Linked DNA regions of Ovis aries: region 2 is linked to region 1. The links are chromatin contacts, called in public Hi-C maps. All regions are on one chromosome and are shown on one strand. The core of a region is the stretch at or near the end of the contact, and the rest is flanking DNA. Distances in the headings are between cores, read along the strand shown. Region 1 overlaps FARP2 (FERM, ARH/RhoGEF and pleckstrin domain protein 2). Region 2 holds the start of FARP2 (FERM, ARH/RhoGEF and pleckstrin domain protein 2).

Region 1 (7,333 bases), core at 1,976-4,475:
TTCAGACCATTCAATTTCAGCTTCTTTGGCATTAGCGGTTGGGGCATAGCCTTAGATTACTGTAATATTGAATGGTTTGCCTTGAAAACAAACAGATCATTCTGTCGTTTTTGAGATTGTACCCAAGTACTGCATTTTGGACTGTTGTTGACTATGAGGGCTGCTCCATTTCTTCTGAAAGGTTTTTGCCCACTCTAGTAGATATAATGGTCATCTGAATTAAATTCACCCATTCTGGCTCATTTCAGTTCACTGATTTCTAAACATATAGCCGGTATTTATAACAACTATAAATGGATTATGTAACCTTAAAAGTGATGAACCCTGTGACACACCTGTGGCTCACCTAATATTGTGCCTCAGCTATATGTCCTTTTCTAAAAGGACAGGAGTAAGTGCTGGGGAGGCTGTGGAGCCGCGGCAGCCCTTGTGCGCTGTTGGTGAGAGTGCACATCGGTGCGGCAGCCGTGGAAGACAGACTGGAGGCGCTTCAAGAAACCAAAAACAGACCCAGTTCTGTGATGGCCTCCACGGGAGAAGAGTCCAGAAAAGAGGAGACATACGCATATGCATCAGATTCACTGTGCTCTGTGCCAAAAGCTAACACAGCACTGTAAACCAGCTCCAATTTTAAAAATCTAACATTAAATGAAAATTTCCACTCCTGGGTGTTTATCGAAAGAAAACAGAAACCCTGACTGGACAAGATGCGTGCAGCCCCGTGCTCACAGCTGCACTCCTTGCGATGCCCAGAAAACAGTGTCCACCAGGAGATGAGCAGGCGAAGAAGACGCTTGCATGCAGCGGGGCCATCGCCTTGCTGAGGGCTTATTAGAGTGTCAGCTGATAAGTGTCTGGTCAGCTTCAGAGGACACACATTTTAGTCAAAGGATGGAAATTCCAAGAATGGCGTAAGCCAAGCAGTCGTGTTATTCCTAAAAGATCCCAAAACTCAGGCTTTCAGAAGCAAGAAGGAAAACGAGCTGTTTATGGAAGTTGCTCGTGGAGGCTTTGGGCGTCCTGAGCGCCCTGCCCTGGAGCTGCTCACTGTCTGCGGACTGTGTGCCAGGCAAGGATAACGCCATTTGTTTTGGTGATTCTATTTTTGTTCATTTGCATAATTTAATTTTTATAAAGGTATATTCTAATGATTAGCATTGTACCTTTTAAAGTTTTGAAGTGGGTTTAATGAAAGTGAAGTTGCTCAGTTATGTCCGACTCTTTCCGACCCCATGGACTGTAGCCTACCAGGCTCCTCTGTCCATGGGATTTTCCAGGCAATAGTACTGGGTTGCCATTTCCTTCTCCAGGGGATCTTTCTGACCCAAGGATCGAACCCAGGTCTCCCACATTATAGATAGACGCTTAACCACTTGAGCCACCAGGGACGTCCGTTAGATACCATTCAGTTCAGTTCAGTTCAGTTCAGTCCAGTTGTTCAGTCGTGTCCGACTCTTTGCGACCCCATGAATTGCAGCACACCAGGCCTCCCTGTCCATCACCACCTCCTGGAGTTCACTCAGACTAACGTCCATCGAGTCCGTGATGCCATCCAGCCATCTCATCCTCTGTCGTCCCCTTTTCCTGCCCCTAGTCCCTCCCAGCATCATAGTTTTGTCCAGTGAGTCAACTCTTCGCGTGAGGTGGCCAAAGTACTGGAGTTTCAGCTTTAGTATCATTCCTTCCAAAGAAATCCCAGGGCTGACCTCCTTCAGAATGGACTTGTTGGATCTCCTTGCAGTCCAAGGGACTCTCAAGAGTCTTCTCCAACACCACAGTTCAAAAGCATCCATTCTTCGGCGCTCAGCCTCCTGCACAGTCCAGCTCTCACATCCATACATGACCACTGGAAAAACCATAGCCTTGACTAGATGGACCTTAGTCGGCAAAGTAATGTCTCTGCTTTTGACTATGCTGTCTAGGTTGGTCATAATGTTTCTTCCAAGGAGTAAGCGTCTTTTAATTTCATGGCTGCAGTCACCATCTGCAGTGATTTTGGAGCCCCCAAAAATAAAGTCTGACACTGTTTCTGCATCTATTTCCCATGAAGTGATGGGACCGGATGCCATGATCTTCATTTTCTGAATGTTGAGCTTTAAGCCAACTTTTTCACTCTCCTCTTTGACTTTCATCAAGAGGCTTTTTAGCTCCTTTTCACTTTCTGCCATAAGGGTGGTGTCATCTGCATATCTGAGGTTACTGAAATTTCTCCCGGCAATCTTGATTCCAGCTTGTGTTTCTTCCAGTCCAGTGTTTCTCATGATGTACTCTGCACAGAAGTTAAATAAGCAGGGTGACAATATACAGCCTTGACGTACTGAGATACCATTAAATACCATTAAATACGTGGTGTGTCCCGTCTTTAGTATTCGTCTCTGCCTGTAATGTTTGGACATCAGTTTGTCTGTATGAAGATAAAATCATAAGGCTGAGCATCTCAGGAGTGCAAAGAAAGTATCTGCCCCCTGGGGAGTACCGACCGGAAGGAAGGGGCCAGCTTCTGTGGCCTCTGTGCAGCGTTCTTCGTTGTGGGTACACATCTGTAGGGCGTGGCCGCCCCCCTGAAGACTGGAGCCCCTGTGCTGCCTGTGTGTCCGCTCTGTTTTCTGGTCTCTCTGTCTGAGTTTCTGCTCTCAGGAGCGCTGTGAACTTGCTGTCTTTCATTGCAGGGGCCAGACGCCGGCTGAGTCAGACTTCCAGGTGCTGGAAATTGCCCGGAAGCTGGACATGTACGGCATCAGATTTCACTCGGCTTCTGACCGGGAGGGGGCCAAGATCAAGCTGGCCGTTTCACACACGGGCATCCTGGTGTTCCAGGTAGGTGGCGGGGTGCCCTCCTTTCGTGCGCTGGCGAGTCTTTGTCGCCGAGTCACCTCACACTGGGAGGCGGAGCATTTGGACTGTGTGGTCCCGCCTGTCCCCCTTAGAGAGGTCGTTTCCTAGCCCTGGACTCTGTCCCGGAGCCCACTCTTCCTTCTAATGCTGTTTGGAAGGTCGTCCCCCGGAACCTCACCCGGGGGCTCAGAGCACCCTGCAGGGCGGCGTCTGCCCCGGGGGTGGGGGGCTGCTGCGCGTGGGGTCTCCGCCGCCGGCCACAGTCCCACTGAGTGCAGGAGCCCGAGCCACCTGGAGAGCCTCGGGGGCCGCGCCCGTGGTCCTGGGGCCGTCTGCACCCGCTGGATGTGCGCGAGGGAGGAGATACGTGAAGGGCCCCGAGCAGTGTTTCTGGTGACGTATCTGCGTGCTGGGTCTGGTGGTGTGAAGCACCCGGAAGCAGCCGCGGGCGCCCGCCTGGGCTCCGGGGCCCTCCCTGGCGCGGGGCCGCCTGGGCTCCGGGGCCCTCCCTGGCGCGGGGCCGCCTGGGCTCCGGGGCCCTCGCTGGCGCGGGGCCGCCTGGGCTCCGGGGCCCTCCCTGGCGCGGGGCCGCCTGGGCTCCGGGGCCCTCCCTGGCGCGGGGCCGCCCGGGCTCCGGGGCCCTCCCTGGCGCGGGGCCGCCCGGGCTCCGGGGCCCTCCCTGGCGCGGGTCCCGCCCAGGACCTCGGCACCTCGGGAACGAGGCCTCCCGCTGCAGCGCCTCCCTCCGCGACGGGCTTCACGCAGCCCCTGAGACAGCCGGTCTGAGCCCAGCCTCCCCAGCCAAGAACGCTTAGTTTCGCCTTCTCTTCCTTTCTCTTCCTTTCTCTTTTAAAATCAGGCATCAAATTTCAGTTTCCTGTCGGAAAGAATGCCAGGCTTGCACTTAGAGCGTCAGCGGTGTGGCCTCCTCCTGAGCCCCGGCCCCGCCGTGCCCAGGCCCCACTCGCACGCCCTCTGCCGGCGGCCCCTGCCCGGCACACGGGCACGCGCAGCCCTGAATCGAGGCTGTCATTCTTCCAGAAAAGCGCAGCCCTGAATCGAGGCTGTCATTCTTCCAGAAAAGCGCAAGCCATCTATGTCCAGAAGAAATTGCAAAAGCAAAGGATTAGAGACGTTGGGTTAAAGGCGGCAGACTGAATCCATTTCCACTCCCTCAGAATCCCCACTGGAATAACAGTGAAGGAATCTTTTAAACTTGACATCAGTGAGAACCAAGAATGGAAGGGAGCCCACGGAGGGCAAGGGCTGTCAGCGGAGCTGGGAGCTCGGAAGGCGAGGGGAATGGGCGCCGGGGCGGGGCCGGAGGCAAGACAGTTAGAGCGGCCGCCCCACCCCGGGCGGGGGCCTCCCCTTGGAGGTGGAGGGCAGTGCCTGCAAGTGGGCTTCTGACCCCGGGGTCCCCACTCCAGCCCTGGGAGCTGCCGGCCAGCCCTCAGAGCCTCCTCTTCAAAGACTCATCGCAGACGATCTGAAAACACGGAGAATCAGACGAGCACGTAGAGTCCCACGTGCTCGTCACACGAGTTCCCCCCAGGCCCGTGTTCTCACTCCCTGCCCCTCCACACACACACTCACACACACACAGATCACATATACAAATAGCAGCACACAGACACAGACACAGAACACATATACGCACACTGACCCATAAATATACACACAGACCACATCCACAGACAGAGACACATACACAGAGACCACATATACACACAGACCACATATACACAGAGACCACATATACACAGAGACCACAGATACACAGAGACCACATATACACACAGACCACATATACACAGAGACCACATATACACACAGACCACATCCACAGACAGAGACCACATATACACAGAGACCACATATACACACAGAGACCACATATACACACAGAGACCACATATACACACAGACCACAGATACACAGAGACCACATATACACACAGAGACCACATATACACACAGAGACCGCATATACACACAGAGACCGCATATACACACAGACCACATATACACACAGACCACATGTACACACAGACCACATGTACACACACACACAGATACATAGACACAAAGAAACCACATGTACTCACACATACATACTGATACACAGACACACACAGACACAGAGACACACACGTGTACAGAGATACATATATACAGAAACAGACCACATCCACACACAGAGACACATATACACAGAGACACATATACACGGAGACCACATGTACACACACAGAGACCACATATACACACACACACAGATACATAGATACACAGACACAAACACAGACATACAAACCACATATACACACACATACATACTGATACACATACACACACAGCCACAGAGACACACACGTGTACAGAGATACATATATACAGAAACAGACCACATCCACACAGAGACTCAGTTACAAACACCCACAGACACACACACACACACACACACACACACAGAGACACATACACAGTGACACACCGTGCAGACCGCATATACACAGACACACACACACAAGCGGGACGTGCACACGCACAGGCACACGGCGCACACAGGTGCACAATGAGCGCTGGGCCGCTGCCAGCACGTCTGGCTCCTCACGACCCCATGGACTGTAGCCCCCCGGCCCCTCTGCCCATGGGGCTCTCCAGGCAAGAGTGCTGCAGTGGGCTGCCCTGCCCTCTTCCCGGGGACCTTCCCAACCCAGGGATAAAGCCCACACCTCTCAGGCCTTCCACACTGGCGGGCAGGCGCTTTACCACTAACACTACCTGGGGAGCTGTACACGCACAGACAGGCACACGCATACACACAGAGAGAGACGTGTGCACACATATACACAGAGACACACACAGACACACACGCATGTTCTGAAGCCTTGAGGGTACGCTGCCCTCGCAGGGCCCTTGCCCCTGAGAGCGTCTGTGTGCTCCCCAGGAGGAGACCACGCCCTGTCGGGGCTGCTGTGCAGCTCTCACTGAGGCCCCTCAATCTACGGGTCTGCCCCCCTTGTCACCTGGCCAGGCGTGTCCACGCAGCTCCTGTTTTCTGCAGGCCAGGATGCAGTCTAGAAGTAGCCATAATGTTCAGCGGTCATGCTGCCGCTGCCTGTGACCCGGAGCAGTGGACCAGTCCGGGCACCGTTTTCCTGTGGCTAGAGTCAGGGACGGTGCCCAGCTGGGCCACGTGCAGGGGACACATGACCCCTCGGGGATGACCTCGGGCACCACCTGGCCTCTCTGGCGACGCGAACGCTGACCCCATGCTTTCTGGCTCTTCCCCTGCATCGTTATTGCTCTCTCTGTTTCAACTAATAAGCATCCTTGGAGAGACGCTGGGCCTTGCCTAGTGCCCCATAGACCAGCGTCCCCTGGCGGTGCCTGGCCAGGGCTTACCAGACGGTCCCTGACTTGGCACACCTGGGGCCTCCTGCTGAACTTAGACGGTGACAGGGAGAACCAGGGACTTGAGGAAAGCCTTCTTTCCAAGGAAGATGGTATTTGCAGGGCAGGTGTCAAACTTGTGAGAAGAAGAGACTCAGAGAAGCAGAAACTCGGGGCTGGAGGAGGTGCGAAAGCAGGAAAGCCTCTCTGCCCCACGCCTCATCCCCAGGGAGCAGGCACAGCTTCAGCATGAGCGTAGACTCTCTCTTGTGAGTTTCTGCTCTGCCTGGTTTGTCATAGTAAAATATTGGTAATTAACTGTTAGAGGGCTGGTTACAACGCACACGGTGCTGCACCCACGTCACGGGGTCCCTGGCCACCTGTCCCGAGGATGCAGGCGCTGTCCTAAGAAACGGGACGGCCTTTGAGATGCGCTGCTACAGGGAGAGAGTGCTCAGAGCTGTGTGTGTGACTTGCTGCCTCTTGTGGGGAAAAGGGAGGAAATCACACACACGCACACACACACACACACACACACACACACACACACACGATTTATTCCCTGTGGAAAAGCTGGCGTCGGCACCCCTTGGATGGTGACTAGAGTCAGCAGGCTTTCAGAAGAGGAGAGAAAGAAAGTGAAAGTGAAGTCGCTCAGTCGTGTCCGACTGTCTGCGACCCCATGGACTGTGGCCTCCCAGGTTCCTCCATCCATGGGATTCTCCAGGCAAGAGTACTGGAGCGGGTTGCCATTTCCTTCCCCAGGAGATTTTCCCGACCCAGGAATTGAACCCAGGTCCCCCGCACTGTAGGCAGACGCTTTACCGTCTGAGCCACCAGGGAAGACAGAGGGGAGAGGGGAACGCTAAGTCTGGACTCAGGTGGGTGCCTTGTTAGTATATTACTGTACTTCATGTCCCTTTGCAGAAGTAATGTCGAAGATCACTGATGACAAATACTTTAGCAGGTGTAATAAGAGGTTTGAAATACTGTGAGAATTCCCAAAATGTGGTACAGAGAAGTGAGTGAGCGCTGCTGGGAAAACGGTGCCCATAGACTTGCTCCAAGCAGGGTCACCACCAACCTTGAGTGTGTGCGC
Region 2 (7,650 bases), core at 1,903-4,402, 61 kb before region 1:
AACTATTCCGATGAGTAACACAGCTGCGTGTTTTCAAGACTGTTGGGGGGGTGCCTGTCCACATTTCACAGTACCTGTGCCTAAGAATTTAATTTTTTTTAGAACTTCCAATGTTATTTTGTATGCAGTACCTTAACATTTGCATTTCGTTGTTACGTTATACTTTATATTCTGTGAAGTGAACTGTCCATTTTCCTTATTCTTCCACTTTAAGTAACCACTAACGCTAGAACTGATTCCCAGGAACCAGTCAGCACGTATAGTTAATAGGGGAATTTTGTCTGACTGGCCTAACCGACTAATCGAGATTTACTTATAGAACGTTCAGATTTCCGAGAACGTTCCTGTGCGGCAGAGACATGAACACAGAAGGATGAGCTGCCTGGGTGCCGGGCCGCCTCTCCCCGGGCTGCGGCGCCTGCTCCCTGCCTTTACTTTCGTTCAACCACAACGTCCAAAACCAGTTCTGCTGCTATAGCTTCACGCTGTTAATACATCTGCACGTTATCTGTTTACCAAATGAAAAGGTATCTAATTGGATACATGTTTATACTTAAATAGCTTTTTTACAAGCAGGCTGTTAGGGGTGAGTTTTTAAACAAGTCTTTGAATTGTGAGGCCATTTTTTAAACCACTGTGCAGAGGACTCAGCACAAGCCACGTTCTATAGAGTTTGCCACGAAAGCCCTCGAGCGACCGTTTCCACGTCACGGCTGAGACCCCGGCCTATGTGGTGAGAGTCGGTGAGCTCTGTACTCAACTAGATTCAAGCATAACTTCTTACGGGGAGTTAGCAGTTGGTCTGTGCAGAAGCCTGCCGTTGTGGCAGGCTTGGCGTGTTTCCTGTGACTGCGGTGTGGAAGCTGCGTCTGGGCAGCGCCGCCACGGTTCCCAGCGCAGTTCTGGTTTGGCTTCACTTGGACTAATCCCACTCTCAACGGTGTTCAGGCAGATAGCCGTGTGTGGCCTGTCCCATCTGTTTTCAGCCGCCGTGGTTTCCTTCCTGACGTGTTAGCACAGACTTGTCCACAGGTGGCTTGAGAGTGAAGGCGCTCTCAGACTTGCCCTGTGGGCTGGCTGGCGGCGCCACCGTGGGTGCCGCACCGGCCGGTTCCTTGCCCCGCGGTTGATCGGTCCCCAGAAGTGCCACATGGAAGGAGACTGGAGGGAGTGGCTGCTGGCTCAGCGTTCTCATCCCACTGGAGCACAGGGGCTGACGTGGAGAAGCGCTGCGCTGCAGGGCCGAGGCCGCCCAGGAAGGAAGGGAGATGGTGGCAGCATTAGCCAGGTGCGCTGCGCAGCGAAGGCCGTCTGGTGTTCTCCCGACTGCCCTTCGCTGCTGCCTGCCTGGGAGCGGTCAAGAGCTGTAGGTTTGGGTGCAGTGTACAGGTTTTATTTACCAAGAAGTGTTCCATTTTGGCATTTATCAGCTACGCTAGTAAAAGCTGTTTTTTAAAAGGGGGTGGGGTGGCAGTACTTCAAAGTGGTAGACGGTATAAGCCCAGTAAGTCCAGTGCCAGCTGCCACCTAATGGATGCGTGGGTGTGGGTGGACCTACACTTTCAAATTCCCTTCTGTTTTGCTGCTCCAATCTAAATACTTTTGCTAATAGATAATTGCTCTTTAGTTACTAAGAGATAAAACTTTACCTATAAAAATGTATTTTGAAAACTTATTTTACACAGCAATTTTGTATCCGCTGAAACTAACCTTTCACCAATAAAGCACTATTGTTTAGATATTAAGTGAGATATTCTTTGCTCTTTACAAGGTAAAGGTGTAAGATCTCAGAAACACTCAGAGAAAGTTCTGCATTTCCTGTGTATAAAAAATGGGGAGGAAGTATTCGCATGAACATCAGTACAGAACAGCTCTGTACTGGTGATCCCAGCTGGAAAGGAGGAGCCACGAAGCCTGGAAAGAAAGGATTTACAGGGGAACTGATAAAAAGGAGCTCTAATGAGAGCTCGATGTCTGCCCTCCGGGTAGAAAACGTGACAGAAGCAAGGTCTCATTCACGGTAGGGACAGCCACTGACCAGGAGGAATGCTGGAAACCTGATCTGGGGGTGGCATCCGGACCCCTGGCCCCTCCGCCCAGGACCGCCTGGGCCCCTTTTCTTCTGTAGTTCTCTCCAGGCCCGTCCCTCCCTCGGTGTTCCGGCTTATGCTCTGCAGCCTCTACTGGGTCCCCCGCCGCTCTGACCAGGGTCTCCCTGCGTGGCCTCCCTGGCAGTGTGCTCCTGTCGGGGTTCTGTGCCTCGGAGGGGACGGGTGCGGGGTTCTGCGCTGAGGGCCGGTTAGAGAAAAAACCCGGCGGAAACAACGGAGGCAAGAGTGCCCTTCCGAGGCAGCCCCGCGGAAAGCAGATACTCCTCCTTGTGTGAGATGTGCCCGGAGGCCAACCAACCAGGATTCTCCAGGATGGTTCGGGACTTACTTCCTAGATAGCCGCGCGGGGGCGCTCCTGGCCTGCCCGCGGGGACCGCGGCGGGGGCAGGACCGGGGCAAGTTGAGCCGGATCTCCAAGAATGCACAGGAGCTCACTCAACTGCTCGAAGAAGGGGCGTGTGCTCCCGCAAATCGTGGGCCTGGGCGCTCCGGAGATGGTGCCACGTTTCCATTCCCCGGTGGGGGACCGCGAAAGCTAGGGGGCCGCTGGGCGCCCAGCACGGCCCGTTTCCTCTACAGCACACCTTCGCCTGGCCCTCGGCGCCCCTAGGCCCACCCGGGTAGCCCCAGGAGAAGAGGACCTGGTAACAGGGACGCAGGCGGCCACGGCCCAGGGCAGAACGAGGCTGCAGACAGATCTGGGCCGGAGTCGCGCCCCGCCCCCCGTGCCGACGCCCCGCCCCTCCCGAGCCGTAACCATGCCCCAAGCACGGATCTGCCGCCCCGCCCCCTGAGCCGACGCCGCGCCCAGAACCGCCCGCGGCTCCGCGAGCCGAGCTGGCCGAATTACATCCGACTCTGCGCGTGCCTTCTCGCCCTACAAATCCACCAATCGGAGCTCTGTGCCGCGCTTCCAGGCTGCGGCCGCGGAGGCCCCGCCCCAGGAGCCGTCAGACCAATCGGCGGCGCATCCGCGGGGCGAGGGCGGGGCCCTGGGCGGGGCGGGGAAGGGGCGCGGGGCGCGGGGGCGGCCCGCGGGCAGTAGGGAGCCGGGCGGAGCCGGCGCGGACTCGGAGGCCGCTGCGGGCGACAGCTCGGGTCGGACAGCCGGTGAGGGCGCGGGGCCGCGCGGCAGCGGGCGAGCGGGGGCCAGGGCACGCCTCGGGGGCGGGCGGCGGAGGCCGCAGGCCGAAGCCTGAGGCAGGGCGGGCGCCTCCGGACAGCGAGCGGCCAGAGAAGTCTGCTCCTGGCCTGGGAAGGCCTTCGGGCGGCGGGCCGCGTGTGAGGAGGGCGCTGTTTGGGGAGCCTGCCCGCTGGGGGCCCCGGGGTACGCGTGGGGGCCCCGGGGTACGCGTGAGGACCCCGCGTGGGGGCCCCGGGGTGTGCGAGAGGACCCCGCGTGGGGGCCCCGGGGTGCGCGAGAGGACCCCGCGTGGGGGCCCCGGGTGGGCGTGGGGGCTCCGCGTGGGGGCCCCGGGTGGGCGTGGGGGCCCCTCGTGAGGCCTGGGCAGAACCGCAAGTGGAAGCTCGGGCGACTTGCGGCCATGCCCTTTTTGGCCTTTCCTTAAATGGTCTTAAGGCTGGTATTAGGTGTTAATGCTTTTACTCCGGGAAACCTGGAAAGGCTCCTCAGGCAGTGAGAGCCTTCCAGAGCCCGCCCTGATAGCTGGGACCTGACCATGCCTAGCGATCGCTCAGGCCGGGGTCCACACCTACCCTGGTGGCCACGGCCTCCGGAGGCCTTCCGCGTGCTGGTCGGTCGTAATTGCCGAGAAAACAGATTCCCGGGAGGTGCACTGAAGGAAATAGCCCGAGCCCACAGTGAAGGGAAGAGGTACATCTCAGGGTGGCTTTTCCGTGCGCCTTTGCTGTCTCTGTGCGGAGCTTTGGGCGGGGCACTCTGGAGAGCGTGATGGCCGTGGCACGGCGCCAGAGGGCTGGTGGGTGGTGTGCAGGGCCAGCGGCGCACCTGGGAGCTGGGCAGGCGTGGAGTGGCCTTTGCTTGCAGGCAGATCTGATGTTCATCTGTATCTGCGGCCCTTTGAAAGTCCTGAGTTCCTTACACCACAAGACGTAACTCTCCGTGAGGGGTTATGAAGCACTTCACACCTGGTGTTTGTATTTTGTTTTGTTGTTCACTCTCTCTGACTGTCATGTCTTTGCAACCCCATGGACTGTGGCACACCAGGCTCCTCTATCCTCCACTGTCTCCTGGAGTTTGCTCAAACTTATGTCCACTGAGGGACCGTTGTCATCCAACCATCTCTTCCTCTCACCCCCTTCTCCTCCTCTCCCTCAGTCTTTCCAATGAGTCAGTTCCTCACATCAGGTGGCCAAAGTATTGGAGCTTCAGCATCAGTCCAATGAATATTCAGGGTTCATTTCCTTTAGGATTGACTGGTTTGATCTCCTTTTAGTCCAAGGGACTCTCAAGAGTCTTCTCCAACACCATAGTTGGAAGCATCAGTTCTTCAGCGCTCAGCCTTCTTTATGGTCCATCTCTCACATCCATACATGACTACTGTAAAACCATAGCTTTGACTTTGCAGGTCTTTGTCAGCAAAGTGATGTCTCTGCTTTTTAACATGCTGTCTAGGTTGGTCATAGCTTTCCTTCCAAGGAGCACACGGCTTAACTTCATGGCTGCAGTTAAGTTGTCTCAAAATCTGCAGAGATGATGTGGCCAGGCCCTGGCCCCAGTTGGAAGCAGAGTGGGTGGCCGGTGCCGGATCACGCCTGGACCCGCTTCCTGGGCCAGGACTCCTGCTTTGTTGCTGAGCCTCAGTGAGCACTGAGCTGTCTGGACCAGGAGCTGCAAGAGCTGCAGAAGTTTGCTGGCTCGTCACCTGCTTGGACCTTCTCTCCTGGTAGGCTCCCTGCTTCCTTCTATACTAATTCCTTCCCCAGAAGAGGAATTTTTATGATACATTCACGTATCTCTCCTTGGGTTCCTTAGCAACAAATGGGGTTGCAGTTTACGTGCCTCATAGACTTGTGAGGATCAGGCATCAGTAGCTAGCTGCCTGGAACCCACTAAGTGCTTAATCGGTGTCAGCCGTCATGTTGTCGGGCAGAAAAGCAGTCTGGGTGCACAGTCCGGAAAAAAGGAGGCAGTATTTAAGCAGAGCTGTCCTTCCTGGGAGAAGGGCATGGCCTGTGTTGACAAAGCAAAGGTGGAGGCATGGCTAGTTCTCTGCGTGTGCTTTTCAGTCCATCAGGCCCCTCCTCTCCTTTCCAAACACCTTGCCTCTCGGCACAGCAGTGCGCCCTCTGTCCTGAGAAGGTAGCAGGTGGCTGTTCCTGCTGCTTATCCTTTCAGGTTTGTTCCTGCTTTTCCTTCACCCACTCTCTTGTAAGCCTGCCACCTCCCCTTTTGCTCAGTGGGTCGCAAGTTTCCTGCACACACCTTGGCGTTCTGTGCAGGAAAAGCCCTGTAAAGCTGAGTCGCCCGAGGTCGCTGGAGCCGAGGTCGCCCCGTCCCGCTGTCTGAGATCCACGTGTGGAGCGTCGTTGGGCTGCAGCATATTTGTCAGCTCCGGGCTTTACCTTGGCAACCGGGTGTCAAAAGTGAGGGCTCCACAGAGCTTAACATGACGGAGGCCAGAATGTGATGGCTTTCTGGTGATTCTGTAAATTGGTCTAATCTTTATGGAGAGCACCTAGCAATAAGTGAGAAAAGGTTTAGATTTTGGAATCCCGGTTTGAAAGCAGACTTGGGTACACACGGCAAGTGAGACTGGTAGCGCGCTCTGCGGCCGCAGACACGCCCCGGCGACCCCTCCTCGCCCTTCCCTCCCGACAAAATTTGAACCATTATGATCCCTGGAAATACGTTCAAAGAGACATCTCAACCAAAACGGCAAAGCAGCTCGTACACAGCCTTTCCACTGATTTAAAAATACACGAGGATGTGGACAAGGACCGGAGGAGAAGGTGGAGTGATGTAAGTGGTTTTATTTTAGGGTCACAGGACTGTTTTCCAATTTACAGTCGTTTTAAAATCCAAGACCAGAAAGGCCCTCTGACACTGTCGGATGCAGTGATGAGCTTGGCTTCGCCCATCTCTCCTAGCTGCAGAGTACCAGGTGGTGAGATCCCACCCAGGCCTCCTAGGTGGGCTCTGAGGACCCCCACGGCCCAGCCCGTGGGTGCCCTCAGGGCCCCGCCCGTGTGCACTGCTCTGCCCAGCCAGCCCTCCACTCCGCCGTGGGCCCAGCTCCACTCCGTGCTGGAGAGCCGCCCAGCAAGGCCAGCCGCGCCCCCTCCTCAGTGCTCCCTGGTGCTGCCTGCACTCCGCTGTGTGGTCCGGGCCACTTCCACAGGCGTCTCCCCTTCTGGCTCATCCCATGCTCAGCACGTGGGGTCCCTTAAGCCCAAGAGGGAATGGCACACCGTGAGGGCGGGGGTGGGGGAAGGCTGAGGTCACACGCGTTGCAAGTCACTAACCTTTCTGAGCCTGGATTCCTTGTTTTGTGAGCCAGGGGCGGGCCTGGCGGCCACTCAGGACTCTTGAGGGGTCTGACACAGACACCCGCCTTTCGCTGAGGCCTCCTCCCTCCCTCTCCACCCACCAGATCCCTAGCGGCTTCTGGCTTCACTCCTTGCAGCTCTTACCAGCACTTAGGAGACTGGCTTCTGTGTCTTCCCTGCTGTGATGGGGCAGTGGGGTGAGGGGGGCGGGGGTTTCTCCTCTCAGAGGCTCCTGTGCTTTTAGGGACTTGGACTTGCTCTTTTCAGAAGCAAGGTGCTCGCTGAACATTTGGGTGAGTCAGGTTTCATCGGGGCAGAGTGGATAGCAGTTTTTATGGGACCTGAGATTTACCAGTGTAGGGGAGGGGACCTCTTTAAGAAACACAGTGTTAGAAATAAAAATTAACTTGGAGTGCAAATATTTATTTAGAATGAGAAAAAGTAAATACGTTACAGAGTTGAGAAAGCTGACCATTAATACAACATTCAGAAAAGATCCAGAAAAATAGCGTATTTGCTAATTACCTGACGCACCTTTGTTTCCCAGTGGCTCAGTGGTAAAGAATCTGCCAGCCACGCAGGAGACCCAGGTTCAATCCCTGGGTCAGGAAGATCCCCTGGAGAAGGAAATGGCAACCCACTCCAGAATTTTTGCGTGGAAAATTCCATGAACAGAGGAGCCTGGTGGGCTACAGTCCGTGGGGTCACAAAGAACCGGACGCAGCTGAGCAAGTTAACAGCAGCAGCAGCAGATAAGAGTTGGTGTTGCTGTCTTGAGCCCTGACACCCTCTGTGCCACTTTCCACTTGGCCGTGTCCTTTTTAATTAGCGTGACAGAGAAGAGAGTGAGTTCAGCGGCTCCTCTAGCATGGTTGATGGGAAACCTCTATTGCTGACTGTTAGGAGACATGAAGCATGGTTTCACGCTTGCTGTTTCTAGCGCAGCTACAGACTGCGTCTTGGAACAGCAGGAGTCCTGATAAATTCTGTTTTGCAGAAGTCCATTCAGAGAGTTACACATCTATGGCCTATCTATAAGCACACTGCTGCAGCGTGAATTCTGTTTTCT

The links. Hi-C and Micro-C count contacts between places; a contact is called where the count stands out from the background.
Region 2: a Hi-C map of muscle shows a contact between it and region 1, with 6 times the contacts expected there. The contact joins the promoter of FARP2 here to the enhancer-like site in region 1. A contact is called at or near these places in 6 of 16 Hi-C or Micro-C datasets (blood, hypothalamus, mixed tissues and 3 more).

The regions. Positions count from the first base shown.
Region 1 is chr1:412,728-420,060 of ARS-UI_Ramb_v3.0, reverse strand. It overlaps FARP2 (FERM, ARH/RhoGEF and pleckstrin domain protein 2), which reads left to right. Exons shown (of 27, transcript XM_042239310.1): 8 at 2,670-2,817. Among named protein-coding and RNA genes, the nearest start is that of STK25, 49 kb to the right of the region's middle. Within about 2 kb of position 3,225, at least 28 of the 54 cell types and tissues checked have an H3K27ac peak or open chromatin away from gene starts, as enhancers often do.
Region 2 is chr1:473,392-481,041 of ARS-UI_Ramb_v3.0, reverse strand. It overlaps FARP2 (FERM, ARH/RhoGEF and pleckstrin domain protein 2), which reads left to right and starts at 3,152. Exons shown (of 27, transcript XM_042239310.1): 1 at 3,152-3,221. LOC121817693 reads right to left here and starts at 2,908. Exons shown (of 1, transcript XM_042239140.2): 1 at 1-2,908. SEPTIN2 (septin 2) reads left to right here. Exons shown (of 13, transcript XM_042239362.1): 13 at 1-1,739.